3 separate regions of the Mus musculus genome follow, and regions 1 and 3 are each linked to region 2. A link is a contact called in public Hi-C and HiChIP or PLAC-seq data. All regions are on one chromosome and are shown on one strand. Each heading gives the region's core, a stretch centred on a gene start, on an enhancer-like site or on the middle of the called end of the contact. The rest is flanking DNA. Distances are from core to core; before and after follow the strand shown. Region 1 overlaps Gm40085 (predicted gene, 40085). Region 2 has its middle 29 kb from the start of Cd1d1. Region 3 has its middle 12 kb from the start of Fcrl5.

Region 1 (4,045 bases), core at 194-2,693, 470 kb before region 2:
TCATCTTCAGCTGTGTAAGGTCACAGTGAGGGAGGGGGCTTTCTGGGAAACGGAATCTGTACACAGATCAGCCTTCTGATGCTTTGATGGCCTCCTCCTGGAGGTGTGAGAAAGAGGTCTTCCGTTCCCAGGGTTACCCCTCATCTTTTATGAATCAGGGATGACTGGGGGAGGTAGGTTGATCTAGGAAAGGAGCTGATACAAAATTACCCTTCAAAATGAGCTCAGTTAGGAGAGGAAGCCTGAGTTGGCGGGGGTCTGTGATCAGGTCTGGAAGTGGGAGAGCAATTAGGAGAGTTACCAGAGGCTGTCTGTGTAAAGGGAGTGGCTGTCTAGAGATGAGCTTCGGAGGGAGGGGGAGCGTGAAGTGAGAGAATGAGAAGCGGCCAACTACAGCACCGTGGTCTTGATAGGACGGCCTCCACCCCTAATCCTGTGCTTTTCTGCAGCTCCATGTCCCGTGTCTCCCCTGCCTTTATTGCCAGTATCAGATAGATGCTAAGTTTGGCTGCCAGCTTGGGAGGGAGCCTCCCACCTTTAAACCACATGCTAAGCAGTCATCCTATGTTGAAGCAATGTTGCTTTCCAGGACAAAGCAGCCCTTAGGCTTTGTCCTTGACAAATCTGAAGTTTAGCTGGGTGGGGCCTCTCTGTGTGGGCACACTTCCTTCTGCTTCAGTACAGGGCAGGATGCCTCTCCTGCACGGCACAGCGCGGAGCCCTTTAACAGTACAGCTTCATTTCTAGATCATACCTTGGGAGCCACATTAAGCTTGCTAGAGTTTTTCTCCTCATAACTACACATTTTGTACATGATGATCCTGCTTGCTCTTTTTCACTGTAGACCTGCCTAAGAGTTATTAATAATGCCCATTTCACGGATTCGACCTTATGTTGCTTGAGACTTTCTCTGCCAAAACTTGGTTCATGACTTGAAATTCAGCCTTCTGTGCATTCTCAGGGGTGCGGGCAGAAAACAGTCAGACTTTTTGCCAGCATATAGAAACTGTCTCTGGCACGATTGCTAATGTTGCTCGCCTCTTGTGAGCATGCCTCTACCATCTGCACGATCAGCACTGTTGTCTTCCAAGCTCCAGCTAGAGCGGCCGTTACGTTCTTTTTAGAGCATCTTACCACTTTTCTAGTCCAGTCCTCCCAAGCCTTCCACACTGCTCTAAAGGACATGGTCAAGTTCTTCACTTGTTTTTTTTTTATTTTGTCCGTACCCACTCTTTTGTACCAACGTCTGGATCAGACATTTTTCTGTTGCTGTGAGGAAAATGGCATGGCCAGTCAGCAGCCACTTAGGAACAACATGCCGATTCTGGCTTCTGGTTCCAAAGGCAGAGTCCACGGCAGGCTGAGGGGCCAGAACAGGAAGCGGGGATGATTGAATCCTCAACCTCAAACAGAAAGCTGAGGGTAAACTAGAAGCAGGCTACACTCTTAACGAAGCCTATCTCTAGGGGCGCGCTTTCTCCAGCAAGGTTCCATACCTTAGCGGTTCTATAACCTCTCCAAATGTGCTAGCATCTGGGGTCCAAGAGTTCAAATCCACATGCCTGTGGGAGACCTTCTCATTCAAACCGGGTCACTTCCGCTCTGAGGCGCACGCAGCTGCTGGGTGTGCTTCCTCTCTCAGTGCCGGAGGAATGGTTGTCTCACAAAAGCTGCCACTGGTTTTCAGGCTTGTGAGGGCTGAGGACTTGCTCTGAGGGCAGGACGGCCAGTTTTCTCTCACCAGGGCAGCTTCCTTTAGCTTATGAGAAGTCTGTTCACCCTGTCCACACCACAGCCATGCTGCTGGTCTGTGTTTACGTTGGCTGTTTCTCATGCGTTACCTGTCTTTCCTCCCCACTTTCCAGGTATTTTAACACTATTTTGGTGCATTTTAAAACGTTTCTTCTTTCTTTCTCTTCAGAAGTGTCTATTTTTCTTATTGTGGCTCTTCTCATTTAAAGGGTGGCGTAGAAACGTCTTCTAGTCTGCCATTCTCCTCGGGGGTTCTTGACTTGAGTTTGTCAGGAGCGTGCCACCAAATCTGTTACTAAATAATGTGAAATTTTGGAGGTTTGGATCTGAAGCACCGGGGACGAGATTGGAACCTGAGATTGTTCTTCTAAGAGATGGAGGGTATTGGGAGCATATTCCATGGCTCCACTGAAAACTGAGATGATTGGCCAGATCTACAGGGTACTGTGGGAGTCAGGCACATTCTATTCTTGGGAATCTGGAATAGGAAAGAGGGGCAAGAACAATATGAAGGGCAGCCGATAATCACGAGTGTTTGAACAAACTGTAGGAACTGTTATCTTCTCCTTTCAACTGTAAAATGTATATTTAGATAATTTTGTCTTTGGGGGCCAAAGAGCTGATAATTGTCCAAACAAAACAACAACTCCCCAAATCAGTTTTATGGTGGTTGGTAGAGGCCAGTCTCTTCCTGTGATACCGACTGGCTTCTTATAATCATAGCTCTGAATCTCATCACAACTCTAGACTGCACTCCCCACACCCCTAGTAAGGTTCCTTTTGGACCTCCAAGGAATGTTTGCCTTTTGGGCAATTCTGTGAGAAGCCACAAGGTGGCAATATTGCATGCCTGTGGCTCAGCACATCTGTTCCTGGAAGTGGAAGCAGCTTTTACAACCCGTTTACTTCATCTGCCCAGCAGATCTTCAGGGAAGCCTTCATTTGCCAGAATCATTGGTGGTCACAGATCTGTTTAGGATTATACAGTTTAGTAGTAGGAGTGGGAAATGGATTACTTTGTCTGGATCCCGAGTGGCTTTAGATTACACTCAGGGGACATAGATATTTGAGAACATGGGTAACGTGTGGGACAGCGAAGGAGAAAACATTGTGTTAGAAAGGTCTTTCACTATAATATTGTAACCCTAACCTCAGCCCCACCCTGCGGGACTACATGAGTAGTTCCTAATTCTTTCTTAAGGCCATTGAAAGGAAGTTAAAGAGTTTCTGGTAGGAATCATACTGTTAAAATTATTCTTGTGACTTCCACAATGGTGCTGTTGTGCCGGAGAGCAACGAACTCTCTTCGCATGTTTTCCCTTCTGCTTTAGGAGCAGATGGCCACTTCCTCCTATAAGATAGGGACAGGCTCTAAATCCATAGCTCCATATCTATGGATCAGAGCATCTCTTGAACCTCACCAGAGAAGTTTCACGGTGCAGTGACCAGTGCTTAGTGCAGAACCTCACAACTGAAGCGCAGGGATAAGTTGGGTGTTCAGCAACTGAGACGTCGTCCACTCCCACCCCCAAGGCTCCAGAGTCATTGTAGAAGAGAGAGCAGAAAGATCGTAAGAGCCATCAGTCAAGGAGGAGCAGAGGAAAGCAATGTCTTCTGAACACAGCGGGAGGGACTACTGCATACATGAACACATAGCAGCTATTGTGGCTACACGAGACCTGCACGAGACCAAGCCAGTGAACTATCCAGCACAGAGTAGGGAGGGGATCTTGAGCCTGCACTCCTAGCTGAGAGGTGAGAGCTGCTGGGGAGGGAGGGTCCGCTTTCTTTAAGGCATCCTGTGTGGACTCTGGTAGCATGACCAGGCCTCAGTGGACGGTCTCACATCCGTGAGTGTATAGGCAGTACAAACTGGACTCAGTGAGTGTAATAAAAGAGGAAATGGAGTTGGGGTGGTGGGGGAGGGGGTGTGGATCAGGAAAGAGGGGAATATAATGAAGATGCATTAAATCCATGTGCGAAATTCTAAAAAAAAATACATATTTTAAAAAATAGGGGCAGTTAGTTAGGGTCCATGGTATATAAAGAGTGTACCTTATAAGCCAGGTACCTTTAATCCCAGAACTTGGGTTTGAAGCCAGCCTTGTTTACATAGGGAGGTCCAGACCAGCCAGGGCTACACAGTGAGACAGTCTCAAAAATTAAAAGAAAATAACTACTCTCCACATTTAAACATTAGCATTTGCTGGCTGCCACGTGCCGGGGCCAGCTGGAACAGGCTAAGAGCTAGATCTATGTGGTCGCTTCCAAACTCTGTGTTCAGTTATAATGC
Region 2 (3,898 bases), core at 410-2,909:
CCCCACTTATCCTGTATCTCTCAGCACGTGCATTACTTCCTCCCATGATTCTTCTACATCTTAGAATCCTTTTATATGCTCTGTGGTAGTTTGAATAGGTAAAGCCCCTACAGACTCATGGGTTTGAATGCTTGGCCCATGGGGAGTGGCACTATACTCATTGGACTAGGCATGGCCTTGATGGAGGAAGTGTGTCACCCTGTAGGTGGGCTTTGAGGTCTCCTATGTTCAGGCTCTGCCCAGGGTAGGACACAGTCTCTTTCTGATGCCTTTGGACCAAGATGTAGAACTCTCAGCTCCTTCTCCAGCACCATGTTTGCCTGGACACGGTAGTGCTTCCCACCATGATGATAGTGGAGTGAACCTCTGAAACTGTAAGCCAGCCCCAATTAGATGTTTTCCTTTATAATAGTTGCCTTGGTCATGGAGTCTTTTCACAGTAATTAAAACCCTAACTAAGACACCGACTCTTCGATACATTGCACAATAAGAGCATCTGTAGGCCCAAAAGAAATGTGTAGGGGAAGACAGGAGTGTCGATGCCTGTACAGACTTATTGTGGAGTGATGTCTAGAAACCACACCCACCAGTATACATGGTTCTTATCCCCACTCCTTCCGAGGTAGGAAAGCTAGCCTGAGAAGTCATGGGGGAGTCAGCTCTGGAAGAAAGCTAAACAGATCCTCGCCTGCCAGTGGTGAATGCATATCTTCCCCCTTGGCCACAGGGCTTTTCAATTCTATCTCTTCATCCACCTATAAAAACCATCACTGTCACCAGTCCTGGAAAAAGTTGGCAGGAGCCCTGACTAAAGTGATCTCCCGTTGGTGGAAGGGACGAACACCACCCTCTCTGTCCCAAGGGGCCAAGGTGAAGTGAAAGAACGACTTTCCCTTTGAGATGCAGAGTGCACAGCCCAGAACCCACAAGGCACCTGTATTCCCACTGGGCTGAGCACAACCCTGAGAACTAAGTAAAAGCAGACAGTTTTTAAGGGAAGAGCTCTTGGTTGGAAATGACTGGGGTAACGTGCATGTGAGTGTGGCGGTAAAGGGGCATGATGATACCATATGTCTGGAAGGTCGGGTTAGTGTGCAGGTTCGTTTTGTCGATTTGATACAAACCCAGACATACCTGGGAAGAGGCCATCCCAGTCGAGGGGCTCCCTCATCAAATCAGCCCGTGGTGTTTTCTGGATTGCTAAGTGATGTAGGCAAGTCTAGATAACTGAGGGCAATGTCATGGGTGTTGGCATGTGGGACTGGGCTGTATAAGAGAGGGAGCAGAGCGAGCGAGTAAGCAGCACTCCTCTGTGGTTCTGCTGCAAGCATCTGTCTTAGCTTCTTTCAATGATGGACTGTAACCCCTCAGCCTAATGAACCATTTCCTTCCTTCCTAAGTCTCTTTTGGACATGGTGTTTTCCACAACTACAGAGAGCAAACAGTTAACAGTGAGTCTACCGTGGCCTTGAAGTTAATTTTCTCCCCAGAAAACTAACTCAGTTTTTTTTTTAAAAAAAGGATATGGTCATTTTTTTCCCCTTAAGGTAGACAAAGGAGTATCATTCTAAAACTTCTTCTTGGAAGAAACACTGAAGAGAACTCAAGCTGAAACCAAAAATGAAACTGAAAAACTCAACATCCCAATTAGAAAACTCAGGGGAACAACTTTTAAATACAATGGGTCAAGTCAACGATACAATACCAAGATAAAATAGGGGAAGTAGATCACTCAAGCAAGAATATGAAAAAAATGTAAAAAGAAAAAAAGGGGTGGGGGGACAGGCACTGACAGCAGAAATTCCAGTCCTGGGGAATCTGGTGGTCTTTTCTGACCATCATGAGTATCTGTGTGGCATGTACACAGACACGCAAGCAAAACATTCTACACATAAGTGTGTAAGTAATAAAATAATTTTTTTAATTAAAAACTTCAATAAAACACTTGTAAACTGGATACAAGCTCATATCATCCCATCATCCACCATGGTCGACTGAGCTTTGTCATGGAGATGCAGGGATGCTTCAATAAACATAAGTCAACGAGCTGGGCGTGGTGGAGCACGCCTTTAATCCCAGCACTCGGGAGGCAGAGGCAGGCGGATTTCTGAGTTCGAGGCCAGCCTGGTCTACAGAGTGAGTTCCAGGACAGCCAGGGCTATACAGAGAAACGCTGTCTCGAAAAAAACCAAAATAAATAAATAAATAAATAAATAAATATAAGTCAATAGTAATAAGTCCTATAGATGTATTTAAATGTAAAGATCATCTCAATAAACACGTGAAAAGCCCTTGACAAGATCCAGCATGCCTTCCTGATAAAAGTCCTAGAGAAGTAAGACTGAAGGGAACATGTGCCCACATAATAGTGTTTCTATGACAAACACACAGTCAACATTGTCCTAAGCAATGCCATTGAAATTAAGACAGACGAATCCACACCTTTCCAATATAGTCTGCACTGGCTAGTGTAATAAGACAAGCAAGGAAGGATGATTGTCAAGGGCTACAAGTTGCAAAAGAGATCAAATTATCCCCATGATAATTTATACATAAGTACAAGTCCCCAAAACTCCACAAGAGAACTTCTAGATATGAACAACAGTTCAGCAATGGAACAAGACACGAAGAACCCAATACCATGGCTCCATTAGTCGTAGTATTACAATGACTTGCTGGTATACCCCTTCGTCAGAGCGTCTGTCAGCCCTCATCGAGACGTTTCTCCTTACAATAGATGGTTATTACCCCAGAGGCTGACATACAGAGAACAAATGATTATAGAATTCTCAGCCCCAAATTAGACATCTGTAGCTCACCCCAAGGCTCAGGGGTCTTTGCAGAAGAGGGGACAGAAAGATTCTAAGAGCCAGAAGTGGTGCTAACATGAAGAAAACAGTATTCTCCAGACAACAAGGCAGATGCACATATAACCTAGCAGCACCCACAAGCCCTGTTGTCAACTCCAGCCAGCCGGAGACCCAAAATAGAGGGTGGGACCTCTGGATGTGAAATCCCACCCCTAGCTGAGGAACAATTAGAATTTGTTGGCCACTAGGAAAGGAAGAGTCAGGGTCTTTTTTTTTTTTTTAATGATGTGACCCCCTGTTGGTTGACAACACACCAGGGCAGGTGTTGGTGTCAAGACAGCTGAGCAACACAAACTGAGCTCAGTGGAGAAAGAAAATGAAAGTAATCTCCAAGTCACTGGATAGGGATGCAAAGGCGGCAACGGAACCAGTGAGGAGAGGCGGAGGAGGATTGTGTGAAGAGATTCAAAGTGCTTCAGTGACATTCTTAAGAATTAATAAAAATATTACAAGATGATAATAAATAACCACTAAAGAGTAAGAGGCCATGAGTTTGGGAGGAATGACCTAAATACAGGATTCCTACATGAAATAGACTAAATAATTATGAGTTAAACATTTTAAATGTGAAGCAGCAAGAACTCCTTTTCTTCTCACTTTCCAAAATAAAACATATATATTTGGAATTAATTAATTCAAATGAAACCCTGCCTCCCCTCCAAAAGAAATATTCAGGACAAAGGTCAGTTGATCATGGAGCATGATGGGATTGATATGTGCTTGTATTAAGTTTGCAAGTATTTTATTGGGGATTTTTAATTTTAAAAATGATTTATTTACTATGTCATGTATAGAATGTTTTGCTAACACATATGTGTACATTCCATATATCTACCTAATTCCTGTGACGATCAGAGGAGGCTACCAGATTCCCTGTACTGGCTAGTTTTGTGTCAACTTGACACAAGCTGGAGTTATCACAGAGAAAGGAGCTTCAGTTGAGGAAATGCCTCTGGGCTGGTAGTCTTGGTTCTATAAGAGAGCAGGCTGAGCATGCCAGAGGAAGCAAGCCAGTAAGGAACATCCCT
Region 3 (3,781 bases), core at 1,016-3,515, 390 kb before region 2:
GTTTTAGGTCAGCTGTAACTACATAGTGAGATCCTGTCTTGAAAAACATCATCATCAGCAGCAGCAGCAACCACATTAAACAAAAACAAAACCAAACCAAAACAAAACAAAACCAGCTAGCCAAACAAACAAAAATCTACTGGACGGTTTCACACTTTTCTTAAGGGAAACACAACTGAATAGGAAGAAAGCTGGCAGAGTGCTGGCATCCTCCTTTTCTCCTTTCCAATCTGTCTACTTGTGAGCAGGCAGCCTCTGTTCCCCCTGCCACACTGGGAGCTCACCCCCTGCTCCTGCCTCCCACCCTAGCCCTAACCCTAACCCTAACCCTAACCCTAACCCTAACCCTAACCCTAACCCTAACCCTAACCCTAACCCTAACCCTAACCCTAACCCCATAACCCTAACCCTTCATGCCTTCCCTGCCACAGTGAATGGTATCCCCTGGAACCATGAGCTAAAATCCCATAAGTTGTTCCTTTCTGGAACTTTACCACACCATTGAGAAAAGCACTAGTACAGATGTCCTCTGAATACAGGTGTCCAGGTACACCCATCTTCCATAGAGGGGTCAGGGAATTCAAAGCAAGTTTAAAGTTGGTATAACATGGGTGACTGGCAGCCCCCAAGGAGCTGTACTTTCCACTTGAAACAGAACTTGTGTTTCTTGCATAAAGAAGACAGTGTTATTCTGAAAAGCGCCACCATGAAGAATATTCTTACCGCTGTCATTTCTATTCCTTATGTTAACTAAACAGTCAGTCTGGTAAATCAGGAGGAAGGGAGAGGAAGCATTTGTGGCTGCTTTAACCTTCAGCTCTTTCTCATTTCTTAATAACTATTGGTAGAATGTATACATTGTTAATGGATGAAACATATATTTTTAAAAAGTTGTGTTTCCATTGTTCTAATAAGAATAGTGCATATGTGTTTACAAGCTGCAGTAAACAGTATATAGGGACTGTCTCATTTTGCCAATTCCATATTATGAACTAGACACTCTTACCCTGAGAGGTAATGTTAGTACTGGGAAATATAAGGGAGAGCAGGAGTTTTCACATTCATATTTTAAAATTGTGGTTTTTCTTAGGATGACATTAGTTAGCAAATAGAAAATGTCAAAGGAGAGTCCACAAAAGACAGACAAAGGCTTAGATCTTGGCACTCTTGCCTGCTTGTTTCGCCTTGAGCTTTGAACAAGGATTTTGTCTTTCATTGTACAACAGTCAGTTTTCATGATCATCTTACTCTCTCTTTTGAAGTAGCTTTCTGGGTAGAACTCTGGCTTCTGATATAGCTGTGCTCTTAGAAAGAGACCCTGTGCAGATCAACTAACCTCTTTTTCTAGTGGAAATTCTAATATTTAAGCCAGGGGGAAAAAGAGTAAAAAACGAGAAGCCACTGGTCTGAGACTTTATTCTTTCCCAGAACTCATGTAAATATTTGGGGTGTTATTTTTTCCCATGCCTCTGGGAAGTGTGATAACTCAGCCTATGTTTGCATAAACATGGATGCTATATTTATCTTGGGGTTCCTCTTCCTGTGGCTTTTAAACTAACATTTGGGTAGGGGATGTTCATACATCTCCTCTCGGCTTGTGCTTTGTCGTCTGGGATGGACTGCTGTGAGCTGACAGAAGATGACACATGGGAGAAGGCTGTGAGATACACAACCTGCAAAGATTGTGGAGACAAGGAGACTGTGGCTTGATTGGAAAGTACCGGTGGCGAAGAGTTGCAATATATATATATATATATATATATATATATATATATATATATATATATATATATATATACACAATTCCTTTAAAAGGAAAAGATTAAGATCACAAAGTGATGATCTACAGGGAATTAATTGTCTTGGGAGCATATTTAGAATGTTAGATTTTGGTGAATAAAGAGCAACATGAAGAACAATTGTGGAGACCACAAAGTGGCTAATAGGCTTTTGGGTCTGCTTTGCTCAATGCATTTGAGGTATCATTGTTGCCTGACTGCCCAAAACAAGTATCTGGGATTATCATCCTAGACTTCCTCGATAACGTTCAATCAACAACGGTCTTCCCAGCTGTCTTTGAACTGAGTGTCACACCCCTCCATCCAGCACACCTGTGGCTCTGGCCTTGCTCCCCGAACCCAGATAGCAGTGATAGCAGCCAACCCTCCCTATCACCAGCTATGCAGAGTCATCGCTCTACAGCTCCCAGAAAGGCCGTCTGTAGATTGAGCTGAATGTGTAGTGAGCTGAACGCATAGCTTTAAGATGCTGGTGGCTTCCTGTATTTTCAGGACACAGCTCCTGAGCACGTTAGAGTTTCTTTGTTTCTAATCTTTCAGGGCTGAGTGATTTCCAGGAAACTAATTTTATTATGTAAATGTACTACTAGAAATCTTGTGATTTCTGGGACACACCTGCTCTCTCATGCTTCTACACAGCATCTATCTCTGTTAAAAGCCTTTAGGAATATTCGCTAGCCCACCTTTATTGCGCCTATGTTTATAACTTCATTCTTTTACTGCTTCTATTCGCTCTTGTCTCCTCCTCCCTCTTCTTCCTAATGGTTAGCATTTGTTAAATGTTCCTATGTTCCACGTACTGCACTTAAAGTTGCACACATTCAATACAAGTTTCTGAATTCAAGTTAATTGAATTCTTTAGCAATTTCAGTTCGTCAGAGTTGGAATGTAGGTCAGAGCGCTTGAATAACCACTAAGGTCGCATAGTTCAGGGTGGCCTAAATTTGAATTCAGATTTTTCTGGTTCCATATGTCAACTCTTTCTTCTGGGAGTGATAAGCTCTTGGAAAATGTCCTTGAAATTTTCCCTTGGCTAAACTATAGTAGTGCTGTCCAGGCTGGCAGCCTTTGCTTCATGGGCTGTAACCAGGTCATCTCCCTCCCCTGAGTTAGGCAAAGGACTGTGGTAGAGCTCCGGCTGGTGGACTATATGAGGAATGCATGTGTGCCATGTTCAGTGCTGGCCCCACAGCCTCCTGGGTCACTTGCCATCCTGTCTCTGCTTTTGCAGAGAATTTGGGAAGCTGATGGCAGGATTGTCAGATAGGAGGAGACTGGTCTCCCTTTAGCCTGGAAACCCCAAGATCTCTGGGGTTATCTGTTAGACCTGTTAAATGTCAATAAACATTTGTTGCTTTATAAAATATGAATGGGATATTACAAATACTTGAGTTTATAGAGTAGAGTTTTCACCTCCTGACACTCTCTGCCTCACATAAGCCTCATATCTCACTGCTGTTGCTTCAGTGCCTGCCATATCTTGGCCTCTGAAAGATTCACTGGGGACGTGTGAGAGAAGCTGGCAGGTAAAGGCCCCTGTCCTCGGAGAGATTAATTTTAGGTAGGACAATCAACATAAAATAATGTCAGAGGGTGAGAAGTGCCCAGAGAAATATGGAAACAGGTGGGGGAGCTTGGTAGGGCCTGGGGCATGCCTCGAATCAAATGGGAGCAGGAAACCTCTTGGGGAAGCAGCGTTTGAATAGAGACTGGAAGTAGAAACGGGCAAACAATCTATAGGTGTCAGGGGAGAGAGTTATAGAATACAGAAGGACACACACACAATCCAGACACCACTTTGACACACTCCTGTCTCCCATTTTTCCTAGTTATGCCAGAAGTGTGTGTGCAGAGACACACATGTATTCACAAACACACAATTTAAAATGGATTCTGTGTCAAATACTGAAAAGTGCCTATTTTTAAAATAACTCAACTTCCTTTTAGAGTGACCTCTTGCTCAGTAAGCCAAGGTCTCTGCA

Evidence for each region. A called contact is a pair of places that touch in the nucleus more often than the background predicts. HiChIP or PLAC-seq counts read pairs in DNA pulled down with a chosen protein or histone mark.
Region 1: a Hi-C map of pro-B cells shows a contact between it and region 2, with 8 times the contacts expected there. The contact joins two enhancer-like sites. A contact is called at or near these places in 7 of 39 promoter capture datasets (the C10 cell line, embryonic stem cells, frontonasal cranial neural crest and 3 more), 8 of 15 datasets of contacts at CTCF or cohesin (the NIH/3T3 cell line, embryonic stem cells, hippocampal excitatory neurons and 3 more), 155 of 484 Hi-C or Micro-C datasets (the 3T3-L1 cell line, 3T3-L1-derived adipocytes, the 4T1 cell line and 70 more), 20 of 115 datasets of contacts at active chromatin or transcription factors (PVALB interneurons, astrocytes, bone marrow-derived dendritic cells and 10 more) and 1 of 9 other capture datasets (embryonic stem cells).
Region 3: an H3K27ac HiChIP or PLAC-seq map of large pre-B cells shows a contact between it and region 2, with 2.8 times the contacts expected there. The contact joins two enhancer-like sites. A contact is called at or near these places in 17 of 39 promoter capture datasets (the 3T3-L1 cell line, 3T3-L1-derived adipocytes, cranial neural crest and 9 more), 1 of 15 datasets of contacts at CTCF or cohesin (the NIH/3T3 cell line), 6 of 484 Hi-C or Micro-C datasets (embryonic stem cells, myocytes and palatal mesenchyme), 2 of 115 datasets of contacts at active chromatin or transcription factors (embryonic stem cells and large pre-B cells) and 1 of 9 other capture datasets (embryonic stem cells).

Annotation. Positions count from the first base shown.
Region 1 is chr3:87,497,854-87,501,898 of GRCm38.p6, reverse strand. All of the region lies in intron 1 of Gm40085 (predicted gene, 40085), which reads left to right. It also overlaps a transcript of Fcrl5 not described here. Among named protein-coding and RNA genes, the nearest start is that of Gm40085, 13 kb to the left of the region's middle. Within about 2 kb of position 1,443, at least 61 of the 459 cell types and tissues checked have an H3K27ac peak or open chromatin away from gene starts, as enhancers often do. A contact at or near this core is called in the 63-12 cell line and pro-B cells, where this site is marked.
Region 2 is chr3:87,026,707-87,030,604 of GRCm38.p6, reverse strand. No RefSeq gene overlaps it. Among named protein-coding and RNA genes, the nearest start is that of Cd1d1, 29 kb to the right of the region's middle. Within about 2 kb of position 1,659, at least 6 of the 459 cell types and tissues checked have an H3K27ac peak or open chromatin away from gene starts, as enhancers often do. A contact at or near this core is called in the 63-12 cell line and pro-B cells, where this site is marked.
Region 3 is chr3:87,421,740-87,425,520 of GRCm38.p6, reverse strand. No RefSeq gene overlaps it. Among named protein-coding and RNA genes, the nearest start is that of Fcrl5, 12 kb to the left of the region's middle. Within about 2 kb of position 2,265, at least 10 of the 459 cell types and tissues checked have an H3K27ac peak or open chromatin away from gene starts, as enhancers often do.